2 separate regions of the Mus musculus genome follow, and region 1 is linked to region 2. A link is a contact called in public Hi-C data. All regions are on one chromosome and are shown on one strand. Each heading gives the region's core, a stretch centred on a gene start, on an enhancer-like site or on the middle of the called end of the contact. The rest is flanking DNA. Distances are from core to core; before and after follow the strand shown.

The links. Hi-C and Micro-C count contacts between places; a contact is called where the count stands out from the background.
Region 1: a Hi-C map of Sertoli cells shows a contact between it and region 2, with 4 times the contacts expected there. The contact joins two enhancer-like sites. A contact is called at or near these places in 1 of 484 Hi-C or Micro-C datasets (Sertoli cells) and 1 of 115 datasets of contacts at active chromatin or transcription factors (pancreatic cancer cells).

Annotation. Positions count from the first base shown.
Region 1 is chr16:23,495,968-23,501,600 of GRCm38.p6, forward strand. Masp1 (mannan-binding lectin serine peptidase 1) reads right to left here. Exons shown (of 11, transcript NM_001359083.1): 3 at 113-290. Among named protein-coding and RNA genes, the nearest start is that of Masp1, 22 kb to the right of the region's middle. Within about 2 kb of position 1,779, at least 93 of the 459 cell types and tissues checked have an H3K27ac peak or open chromatin away from gene starts, as enhancers often do. A contact at or near this core is called in Sertoli cells, where this site is marked.
Region 2 is chr16:23,270,815-23,276,811 of GRCm38.p6, forward strand. All of the region lies in intron 2 of St6gal1 (beta galactoside alpha 2,6 sialyltransferase 1), which reads left to right. Among named protein-coding and RNA genes, the nearest start is that of BC106179, 48 kb to the left of the region's middle. Within about 2 kb of position 1,492, at least 179 of the 459 cell types and tissues checked have an H3K27ac peak or open chromatin away from gene starts, as enhancers often do. A contact at or near this core is called in Sertoli cells, where this site is marked.

The sequences.
Region 1 (5,633 bases), core at 529-3,028, 230 kb after region 2:
GCAGGAAGCCACTGCAGGCAGAATCCATGGGGGTGGATGTCAGTCAAGGAAAGAGCACAAGGGAGTTTTCATCTCTGGAGATAAGGGGAGACCTGAAGATGAGGCAACTTACCTACAGCCATGTAGTGGGCGTCGAAGCCTGTGAATCGTTCCTCATTGGAGAAATCTGACCGGAAAGTGACAGACATGAAGGTGCCAGGCGAAAGAACCACTTCCTGGCCGGGGGTCTGCTCAGTATCGGTGGTCTCCCTGCCACAAAAGGTTGCCAGCACCTGGTCTTCTGTTTCTACCTTTGGGGACAAAGTGAAAAGGAATAAAATGAGTGCCTTCCCCTGTCAGCCTCTCTCGGGTTCTTCAAGAAGACTGAGAACAGGTCTGCCCACAAGCAGATGAGGCAGCATTGGAAACTCAAAGAGAGGGAGCTAGGAACAGATCTGCTGACGACATGGGACTGGTGTAAGCGAATGTGGCCATGTGATCAGTTCTGTTTGTTTGGTTCGATTTCCTCAGCAGGCACTTGGTGTGTGTCTCCTCTTTGCCATCTGGATGAGTTATTCTTTGAAAACAATTCCATGGAAAACTTGAAAAGAGCTAGATAGCCTCACAAATAGATTCTATATGCAGCTAACCATGCTTCCTGGGAAAAGAGACACTCCACACAATAAGCCATTCACAGAGCATCCAGTGTGTGCCTGCCACTGTACCAAGCTCGAGGAGACAGGGTGATGAAAGACAGGCAAAGTTCTGTGGGACAGTGGTGTTCAGACCAACAGACACAAGTGGGGCTGGAACAGTGTGATGAGCGAATTCACAGAAGCAGTCAGGACTTGAAGGGTTCCCAGCGTAACACAAAGCTACAGGGCATTAAGAGAGTTTTGTTTTCAATCGGCATTTCCCCAGCCCACAGACTAGAACCTGGCACATAGTTATTTATCCAATAAATATTTGCTAAGAAGAACTTAAACTTCAAGACACATTACGGGGACTCTGAGGAGCCAGAGAGTCGGTGAGAATTGCAGGAGGAAACTGTGTTTGGAAGGACATTGCAGCCTGCTCTGGTTGACCTTTGGTAATGTTAATGGTGTGAGTGGAAGACATTAAAATTTTTTGAGCAAGAAGTCATGTACTCATAACTACATTTAATAGGTAGTCCTGAAACATTTAGAAACTGCTTTTTGGAGGCCTCCAGAGGTTACATGCATGTACACATGCCGAAATCAGACTCAGCATTTCCCTACTTGATAAAAGAACTCTGTACTTTGGAAGGGCCTGGGACCCTTGTGAAAATTTGGATAACAAAGTAGAGAGAACCTATTGCTTGCCTAAAGCTGACTTTACATGTCTGGCCCTGGGAAAGAGCTGGTTGGTGCTATTGACTACGCACATTTAACCTACTTCCTTACTCCTACCCAAGCAGCTTACAGCCCACTTGATTCTTTTAAGCTTATATTTCTGTTTGTTAACATCTGCACTGGTGTTTTAACCAACCTACAGGAGAAGGTCCAATGGAGAATGGTTTCTGTCACCAAAAGGAATTTCTCAAAGGCTGTCTGTCTCGAGTGGCTTCTAATGAGTCCATTGTTGTGTCCCTAAGCCTAGTATGGCAGGATATCTTGACATCTGACACTTCTGTTTTGAAACTAATGGTTTATTTATTTAAAATAAGAAGGAAAGCAATTTGCCCCTGGCAACAAAACACAAGGACAATTAATCACTAATGTCGGGAACTGAAGTGTAAACAGAAGATGAGCTCATGGCCTTGCTATTTGTTCTCTCTGTGCAGATAGTAGCGATCTCCCACAGACTCTAGCTGCAGAATGTGCCTTTCTCTACACAGCTGAACTGCCACTCTTTGCCTTCCAGCAGCTATGCTAACATGGTTAATGGGGGTTTCCAGATAACTGAAGGTTTTCTAACAGTAATCCTTAAAATCCTTTTCTATTAGGGTAGAGCACTTCCTTTTTTTTTTTTTAAGTGTTTTATGTAAATCACAATTTTCTTAAGTAAAACACACTAAGCTTCCCTGGGTGAATTCAAACATCACAAATGTCAAGTGTCATTATACTACATTAGAGTGGGACCCTGGGGATACTGAGCCCTTCTACTGTTTGCCCTGCCTGGAACACTGCTCAGCTGTATGCCTCTGCAGTTTTTACAACTTTTTAATGAAGTGGTTTATGTTGGTGTACAGTAGTAGCCCTACTTTCTGTCTGCCTATTTTTAATATGCTATAAATTAGAACCTATTTACACTGCTCTTGTTGGAATTTAATAGAAACGAGATTTAATAGATTTAGAAGAAGGACTAAGGGACGAGGTTCTTCAGTGGGTAACTGCAAAACCCCAGCGTTCTAACTTGATGTTAGTTGTCTCTAGTACCATCAGAGTATAGCCCTATAGGCCTGTAGATATCTCAACACACAGGTCTAGGATGACTAGTGAAGATAAGATTATTTGTGAACCATATTGACACAGTTGAGAATTGAATACTACTGAACTGTCAGAACTTAAGCAATAAGGACCATAGCGCAGAAACCTCTCTGTAGCCTGGCAGTCCCGCAGCCTCTTGGATTTTGCAGTGTGCAGGGCACGGGCTCTTTCAAGCAAAATCGGCCACAGATAATCTGGAATAGAGATCTACTTGGGACCTAGAATGGATTTTCTCACTCCTTGCAACGTCTGGGATGAAGGCTATTTTCATGATGGTAAGCAATCGCCACCTAAGGTTTACCCCAGTCTAGAGAACAGGGATGCATGCTCTAGCGGAAAGCCAAGAAAACTGAGTCATAGAGATATTTGTAGAAGCAGACAAGAGACAGTCTGAGGTCCTAACAATTCAGCCTGCAGCCCAGAATAGAAGTGGAGTTTACTGCGGATGAGGAGGACCTGCAAGAGATTTAGTTTCTCTTCTTCCAGAGGAAGCTGAGACCCAGAGGGGAAGTGACTTCAGAAGAGCTGAGAGATAACTTGAGCACTTCTGATAGCATGTTTTGCTTTTGAGAAGGTTCTGGGACTCAGGGAAGAGGCACCAACACAGAGAGTGCGATGCGACACAGAGCGTGACAAAGGACACAGACACTCCGCCAAACAACTTTCCTGGCTCGAGAGCCACTTGAAACCTTATCTTGAGTTCATGGGTTTTTCTCCCAGAGAGAATGTGGCTGAGTGACAGCTCAAGCCATAAGCTAAATAAAAGGCTCGGTGACCCTGGCAAACATTTATATCCCACTGTTATAAAATGCTGCAAGATCATTTGGCTCTGAGTATAGCAAGATTGAGCCATGGCTTCTGTTTTGACTGTCCTTGTATCTAGACCCCAATGTGGTGGAGGCAGCTTATCATGTGAAACATGGAATTTATAACTAGAGGCCCCTGCGACTGAGGATCACAGACTCTGCACTTCCTATTTCCTATTGATGGCAACTATATTACTGTAAGCTACTGTTATTTAGGGCATCAGTATGTGGCTGCATGTCATCAGTTTGGTTTCTTTTAACTCAGTTGTCCTGATTTCTGTCCGGACTATAATATGAAAACTGTTCAAAAATTACTTACTTTGTGACATGAGCTAACAAGCATGCACCTTGCCTCTGGGGATGTGAAATTTAGTAGGAAAATAATAAAAATGCTCAAATGTGTGCCCTGTGATAGTGCTAGGGTATAAGAACTGCAATGAAAATGGGCAGCCTTGGGCTTTAGGGAAGGAAACCAGATGTATCCAGCTGAGAAGGTCCAGGAGATCTTTAGGAGCTGGAAGACACAGTTCAGTTGTAGAGCACTTGTTTGGCATCACTCACAACCAACACCAAAACCCTTCTGAAACCTACTCTGGGCCCGTGAAGAACATTTCATGCTTATTTTAGGCAGACATCAGCATCCGTGCTGGAATACCTTATTAACAATATAGCTGATCTGGGGCCCTAGGATTTCCTTCTTGTATCATTCTAGGGTTGTTCCAAAGAAGAGCTGGTGGAAACCTGGAAGGTGGTAGCCATTACTCTGGGATTAAGCCTATTTTCATGATGGTAAAGGTTGTCTTGGGCAGATGGAGAAGACATAGAAGTTCTCACTTGTTTTCTTATTCCTCTACTCTATACCTGGCTCCCCTTCCCACTTACAGGCTCTGAGAACCAGCAGGAATGTGTAAATGCCATCTGATAGGTGAATGTGGATCCTTAAAGATCCACTGTCGTCTTTGAGCCAAGAGTTCTGGAGACCTTTTTAGTTAGATCCCTATATAGATGTCAACCTTTCCACTGGTGCTGGGGCTTTAGGAGAATGGCTTGGTCGTTTTCTCTGTTGCCCTCAAACTTTCCATTCCCAGCATTAACTCCCCTAAACTCTCCCTACAAATGGTGTGACCTCTAACATTCATGATCTTACATGCTCACAGTGACTCCAATTCAACTCTCCCAATTGAATGGTGGAATGTCAGAGGACAATGTCCTTTGACCTTGGTTTGGGGAACTGGCTCATATAATGAACTCTAGAATAATGGTAAGGAAACCACTATTGGACTCTTGCAAAAAAAAAAAAAAAAAAAAAAAAAAAAGGGTGTGAGCTCTGTAGTGGTGAATCAATTGGGAAACCAGCTTTGGTAGCATAAAACATTAACACAGTGGGCTGGTGCTCTGGCTAAGAAAATACCCACAGAGCACTCCATGTGGGCATGCTCTGTTGGCTGTGCACTACGTAGTTATTAAGAAGAAGCAAGTATCCACTAAGCTGTCAGAAATGTGATAACTTAGAGAGGGCGGGACTGGGCCTGGGAATTGTTCCTTCCACTAGAAAGAAAAAGTAGCTGCAAGATAAGGGTGAGGTCAAAGCTGCGTTGTTATGACCTGTGTGTTGAGCTCTGAAGGACTTGAGACAGCCTGGAACTTATCACACAAACCAGAAGTCAGATATGACTCTTACAGACTCTGAAGTGCTCTTCTAAGCACAAAAGACAACTCGAAAAACGACTCTGCTTGTCATTGTTTGCTGTTGTTTTCTATAAAGAACTATATTCTCACATCTAGAAGGCTCAAAAGAAACCATCAAGGGGGGTGTGCCAGCTTCAACTAGAAATGATGAGACAGATGACGAGAAATGAGATGAAATCTTGGGTTCAAGTGTGTTGAGAGCTCCTGGCTGCTAACTTGAGCTCTGTCTTGGGAGAAGGAAAGGATGTCTCTCAAGGTGAAGTTATGAAGCCAGAAGCAGAACCCAGGTGATCATCCAGAGCCACAGAGAGCATAGGGCGGGCTCTCTCCAGGGAACGTCCCTAAGTTCTTGAGCAGACAACACAGAGCTGATTGCTGTGCTATTTCTATTTTTCCCACTTCAGTGAGGGTTTTGCCGTGTTCATTTTAGTCTTACACCACAAGGAGAACCAGACACTGGGCATTGTGAGCCAAGTAACTTTCCCCATAGGTTCAGAGATCTATGGCAAAGAGTAGCTGCACAGAAGCCCCTACTGTGAGCGAGCATCTGTACATAGACACAGTTTAGATCACAGGACCCTGAACTTTGAGCCTGATCTCACAATGCACTTAGGCAACAGGGTTTGAAATGTGTTCAGTGCTTGGAAAAGGCATGAGTGATTTTGTTCTGAGACTGTGATATATTGTACCTGCAACTGGCTCTTCTATT
Region 2 (5,997 bases), core at 242-2,741:
TCTGGGAACAGCTGCGCCTGCCAGGCTGTCATGTGAGACCTCTGAAAAGGACTCAGTGTGAGGCCTAGAGATCTTCTGGATCCACTGGGTCAGAGGAAACTTGATCCTGTGGAGGCTGAGAACGTGGGGGTGGGGTGGGATGAGGGGGGAGGGGGGTAAGGGGGGAGGGCGTAGGGGAAGAGGGGAGGCAGAAAGTATTTGGAAGCATTCTTCTGTCTCCCGTGGAGACAGAGCAGCCCTGTGCCTCTGGGTCCAGACTACACCTGCTCCCTAGTGGGGCTCTTTGAAGCCTCACCAAGATAGAAACAGAGACATTGATAATTGGTTTAGCAACAGAGAGGCATGGCTGCTTACAGCACCCATTTTGAATGAAATTAGCTTTAGTGCTCAGAAACTGGCTCTAGGGTAGGGATGGTTTGTGTGTGTGTGTGTCTGTGTGTCTCTCTGTGTGTGTCTCTGTGTATGTATGTGTCTCTGTGTGTCTGAGTGTGTGTGTGTTTGTGTGTGTGTGTGGTGGTGGTGGTAAAGGTCAGTGGTGGGATGCAAACCTGGGTTTGAATTGTTCAGGTTCCTTTTGGGACTTTGGTGCTTCTAGACACAACATAGTGTTTCTCAGGTTGATCCTGTAGTTGTTCCTGTTGCTGAGTTTTAGGCTGAGCTCCTGAGCCCTAACAGCCTGGGAAGGGAATCAGAGATGTAGCAACACAAATTGGTGTTTGGGAGCTAATATGGATGAGGCTTAAATAGGTGTCAAGGAGCATACGGAACTAAGCAGTCCTAGACAGGGAGTTCTTTATCTCCATCTCCTGTTCTCTCAGTTTGTCTCCCCATGTTTACCCTTCCTACAGGAGACAGCTTTCTCCTCTGCTTGTCCTCAGAAACTCAGCCTTTTCTTCTAGTTTAAGATCCTTGAGGGGAGTTCTGGATTCTTGGGGTCCATTGTTTCTGTAGTCTGACAGTCAATGTGATGGCCCCAAGTGTCCCTTTAGAATGTCCCCATTCTTCTCGGGGAGGTTACATTCTCCATTGTGTCTCATCTCTGTCCCCGACTAAGCCTGACATCCCTATGTAGGAATGAGTTCCACATCAGCTGGTCAGGGTGACACTGGCTGGGAGAGGGCGAGGGAGGGCCACAGCTTGCCTGCTATCTGCCACAATGGCACTTCACATTCCACCAAAGCTCCTCACAGTTTAGACCAGTGCCCTCAACCACCCTGACGCTGCCACCCTTTAACACAGTTCCTCATATGGTGGTGACCCCCGCCCCCCCAGCCATAAAAGTATTTTCGTTGCAACCTCATAACTGTAATTTTGCTATTGTTACGAATTGTAATGTAAACGTATTTTTGAGGAAGAGGTTTTAACAAAGAGGTCGAAAGCATGATGTCCCCTGCTTGGAGTGGAGCCAGTGATTCCTGGAGCAGAGGCCTCCTAGTAGTGGATCCGAGCTTCATGTTCTCCCAGTTTCCCCAGCCCTGACCACAACAGGTTCATACATGACTCAGTCTCTGCCTCGCTGTCTGTGGCTGGGCTTCCCCTTGCGCTGTTTAGTAAACTGTTCCTCCTTTAAAATGGGACAAAGTTTCCCTTTTTTAATTTCCTCTAGCAAAGGCGGCAGCACATCAGGTCTTACCCAAGAAGAAGGCTTTTTTCTTCACCCCACGCCTAAGCAGCAGAAGGTAGATCCTATGCCTTCCTGAAACCCCTGGACTTGGGACACATCTGTGTGATAGAAAGAATGATTTCTAAGTTGCATACTAATGTGTGAGTCACAACGGGACTACTTCTATCAAAATCCTAGGCTGAGTGCTTGAGAAAGAAGAGAAACAATAAGCTGTTTGATCTGAAGGCCAGGCACAGTACCAAAGCCTCCTCCCCACACCCTAACCCATGGTCCGCAGTGCTCAGCTGACTCGGGTCACTGCGGGGGAGTGCAGAGACGGGAACACAAGTTCCAAGGTCTTCCAGGAGAAGAGCCCCAGGAGGCAGGGCTGAGTACAGGTTTGAAGGAAGAGTGGGAGACTGGAATCTTTCCCCAAGGGAGTTGGGGGAAAGCCATGAAGGACAGGATAAAGCAGTGGCTAGAGGCAGCCCTAAGCAAACTTCCTTTCCTCCCTGTGGTGCTCAGGGGTACCTAGCTGGCTGGTGCCATTTCCTAAGAGCAGCAACAGGAACTGTGTCCAGGGCTCAACCTGGAGCCAAGACTGCTCATGTAGGCATTCTGCCCTGTTGGCCTATCCACATCCCCTGCTGCTGAGGCTTATGGGAAGTCCTCGAGTCAGCGCTTTATAGTCTGCAGTTGTCCAGGTCTGAGTTTAAGTCCTGGTCTCAGACACTCTCATGGCTAATTGGGCAGCACGGAGAAGAGCAAGCTAAGGTCCTGAGGCCCAGGGCTGCGGCTGACTCTGACCAGAGATTTTAGGAGCTGGGTATTGTGCAAGGTGCCCTTTAAAGCCCCTGTAAGCAAGTGCTGGTGACTCTGTGGAGTCCTACATGCACATTTAAACTTCAGCAAAGTTAAGCTACTCCAAGGAAGGTGACTAAATGATCAGGCTCGGTGTGGACCAGATATGCCGCTCTGTAACTACAGCGCCATTGCTTGCTAGTTGTCTAGTCCTAAGCCTCCTTGAATTTCTTGTTAAAAAGAAACCCAGCTGGGAAGAAGGGCGCCCTGGCAATAATAGTATCCCAGCTTTTAGGAATACTGCTCAGTAGCTTCTTTCCTGTAAAGGTATGGCTCATGGAAGGGCCCCATGTAAGCCAGTCTGTTATGATTGAAAATAAACTTTATGGTGAAAGTCTCTTAAAAAGTCATCCGTCCTAGGACTTGATCTAAAGGGGATGTAGAGTCTGGATTGTCAAGTTGTCATTCTGAATGTCTAAATCTCCTACCTATTTGTGAGTAGAATGAACTGTCTTCCGTAAACCCTATCACTTAGGATCAGGCTACCACGATCTGGGGGTGATGATCAGGAAGCTAGTTCTGCAGCCTGTATTCTGTGCACACAGGCCAAAGCAGGCCTTTCCCCCACCACGAGGTACGCCCCGGTATAGCTGGGTGGAGCAGTGTGCTAAATGAGGGCTAATAACATCTCATTCGAGCAGCCTGGTGGCACTGGATCCATTCAGGCAAACACATCTGACAGGTCGAGATAGAAGACCCTCTGTGAAGGATAGCAGGAGGTTTATGTTGGTGACATCTTTGTTTGCAGGCCAGTGTTTGCATTAAACAGGATTTTGGTTTGCTTGCACAAGAGCTCCAGTTCCATAAGTAATAGCAGGCTTCTGGCCTCGTCGTCGCTTTGACAGTCAGAGGCTGCAGTGAATAGGTCACTTCCAGGTGTCAGCCGTTGCTTCAGGTCCCCTGAGGTCTGTCCTGATGTGTGTAGGTTCTGAGCCTCTGTTTGAAGCCATGGCATGGGTCTTCAAGCACTTTGCTCTCATCAGTGACTCTGACGGACAGGGCCTTTTTGACTCATCTTTGTTCAAAGTTTTCAAGGCTCATCTTCTGTGTTATTCATTACAGAAGATACTTAGGGGACTTCCCCACCAGGATCCGGAGAGAGCTACCATTTCCTACCCTAGACCATGTTTCCAATTGCAGACTTGAGAAAACTCAGCAAAAGCTTTCCATAGAATAAGAACACTGCATTATAGCTAAAAGAAGCCCAAGGAAAGAGCATCCTGAGACATTTCCTTGCCAAAGATCCAGGATCACCTGAGAGCTAGGGTCCATCAGCAGTTTTGTTCTGAACACTGATGGGTGCTGGGCCCTTTCTCATTTAATTCTCAAAACAACTCTGTAATTCTGGTCATAGAATTCTTGCTTTATAAGCAAATAAGTTGAGGCCCAGAAAAGTGACCTTGGTTGCCCTGGGCAACAGGGCGATGAATGGCGCTGGCCTTCACACTGAGGCTCTGTGGCTTTGTTCATGTCATTTCCTGGAACCTTATCAACTCTTGCTTCTTTGAGTAAGAAGGAAACAAAGAAATGCTCTGATTGCTCTGAGAAAGTGAAGTTGTGAACAGATTGGATTTGGGGCTGGGGGTTTGGGTTCCATGTTCACACTGGAAGTCACAGGGTTTGATGCTCTGTCCCTAGCTAGTGGAATTATCTGGGAAGGATTAGGAGGTCTTGTTGGAGAAAGTATGTCACTGGGGGTGGGCTTTGATAATTCACAGACCCTTTCCAGGGTCAGTCTCTCTCTCTCTCTCTCTCTCTCTCTCTCTCTCTCTCTCTCTCCATGCTGCCTGTGGATCAGATGTCATCTCTTAGTCACTGTTTCAGTGCCACACCTCCCGGCTTGCTGCCATGCTCGCCACCATGATGAATGTGGACTAACCCTCTGAAACTGTAAGCAGGCCCCCAGTTAAATGCTTTCTTTTATAAGTTGCCTTGCGGGCTGGTGAGATGGCTCAGTGGTAAGAGCACCCGACTGCTCTTCCGAAGGTCCAGAGTTCAAATCCCAGCAACCACATGGTGGCTCACAACCATCTGTAATGAGATCTGACGCCCTCTTGTGGTGTGTCTGAAGACAACTACAGTGTACTTACATGTAATAAATAAATAAATAAATAAATCTTTAAAAAAAAAAAAAATAAGTTGCCTTGGCCATAGTAATTGGATAATAACTAAGACAGTGTCCAGCTATTGAGGAATATGTGCCTGCCACCGGGGTTCTGTAGCAAGGAAAAGAGAGCCAGGATGTGGCTTGCTGTTCAGGAGTGATGGCAGCTGGGCAGAGGTAGTTCGAGGAAGGAGAATGAGCAGGTAATCAACTTGGGACTGAAATAAACCTAAGCTTATTATACGTATAAGGAGCTCACCTGAGTCTCCATGTCTGTTTAATGTGCTCAAGGTATCTAGTGTGCAGATCTGATGGGATAGAAAGACATCTCACAGAAGTGGCATGGGAATCCGAGGGCTTTCTGCTGCTTGTCCACCCCATTGAGCTGGGACCTCCTCCCTCCTCCTTCCTTCCTGGTGTCCAGCACTTTCCGTCCTGCCTACCAGTCACCCTGCTCAGGACTTTACACAGGCCCTTCCTCCATTTCAGGTGCTTTGCCTCAGGTACTCTAGGGCTCTCCCAGCATCAGATATCCCATCTCCATGAAGCACTGTTAGGTTTTTTTGTGTTTCCTGCTGCTGGACTATAATATTGTATAAAGTGTGTTTGTGTTTGTGTGTGTGGTGTGTGCACATGTGTATGTGCATGCATGTGTGTATGTGTGGTGTGCACATGTATAAATGCTGTATGTGCATGCATGTGTGTATGGATGTGTGTGTGTGTGTGTGTATGTGTGAACATGTGTATGTTTAAAAATGAGCAAATGTACAGGTGTCCAGCTTGGACATTTTTAGCAGACTGCCTGTGGATAGCGTCTGGAGTCAGCCTATGTGGATATAGGAATCTTTATACAAGAAGTAGAGTGAAGTAAACATTTCTTGGCTAACAAGTTGTTGGTCACCATAAGTGCGGCGGTGGGCAGGGAGAATACCCAAAAAAGAGTTAGAAGGACTGAAGTTATACTTGGAAGTGGGGAGGGGAGTGTTTCTAGATTTTGCTATTAGATAAGCAGTTTTGAGGACCCTTCTGGTTTCTGTCTCTACCTGTAGCAGATCCTCTGCCACAGGGCTCCATACCCAAATAGCACTGGGAGGGAGGGAGCCTTCTAGGAGTGGGGACAGGCCTGTGAGTGCAGGCAGGACCAACACTGCTGCTCAGAGGAACCCACCCAGAACCCTCAGGACACAGGAACTGAGGGGCTGCCTGGGACAGAGTCTTCCTGTCTCTGCCTATGCCCAGAGCTGATCCTGTGCCACAGAGCTACATACACAAATACACCAGGAGAGAGCTGGTCTCCTAGGAGTCCCTACACACCTGTGAGCACAGGTAAGACCACCACTTCTCTTCACAGGAACCAAGGATCAGCTGGGGACAGGGTCCTTCTGGTCTCTGTCTGCACCCCAGAGCTGACCCTGTATGAGAGAACTGG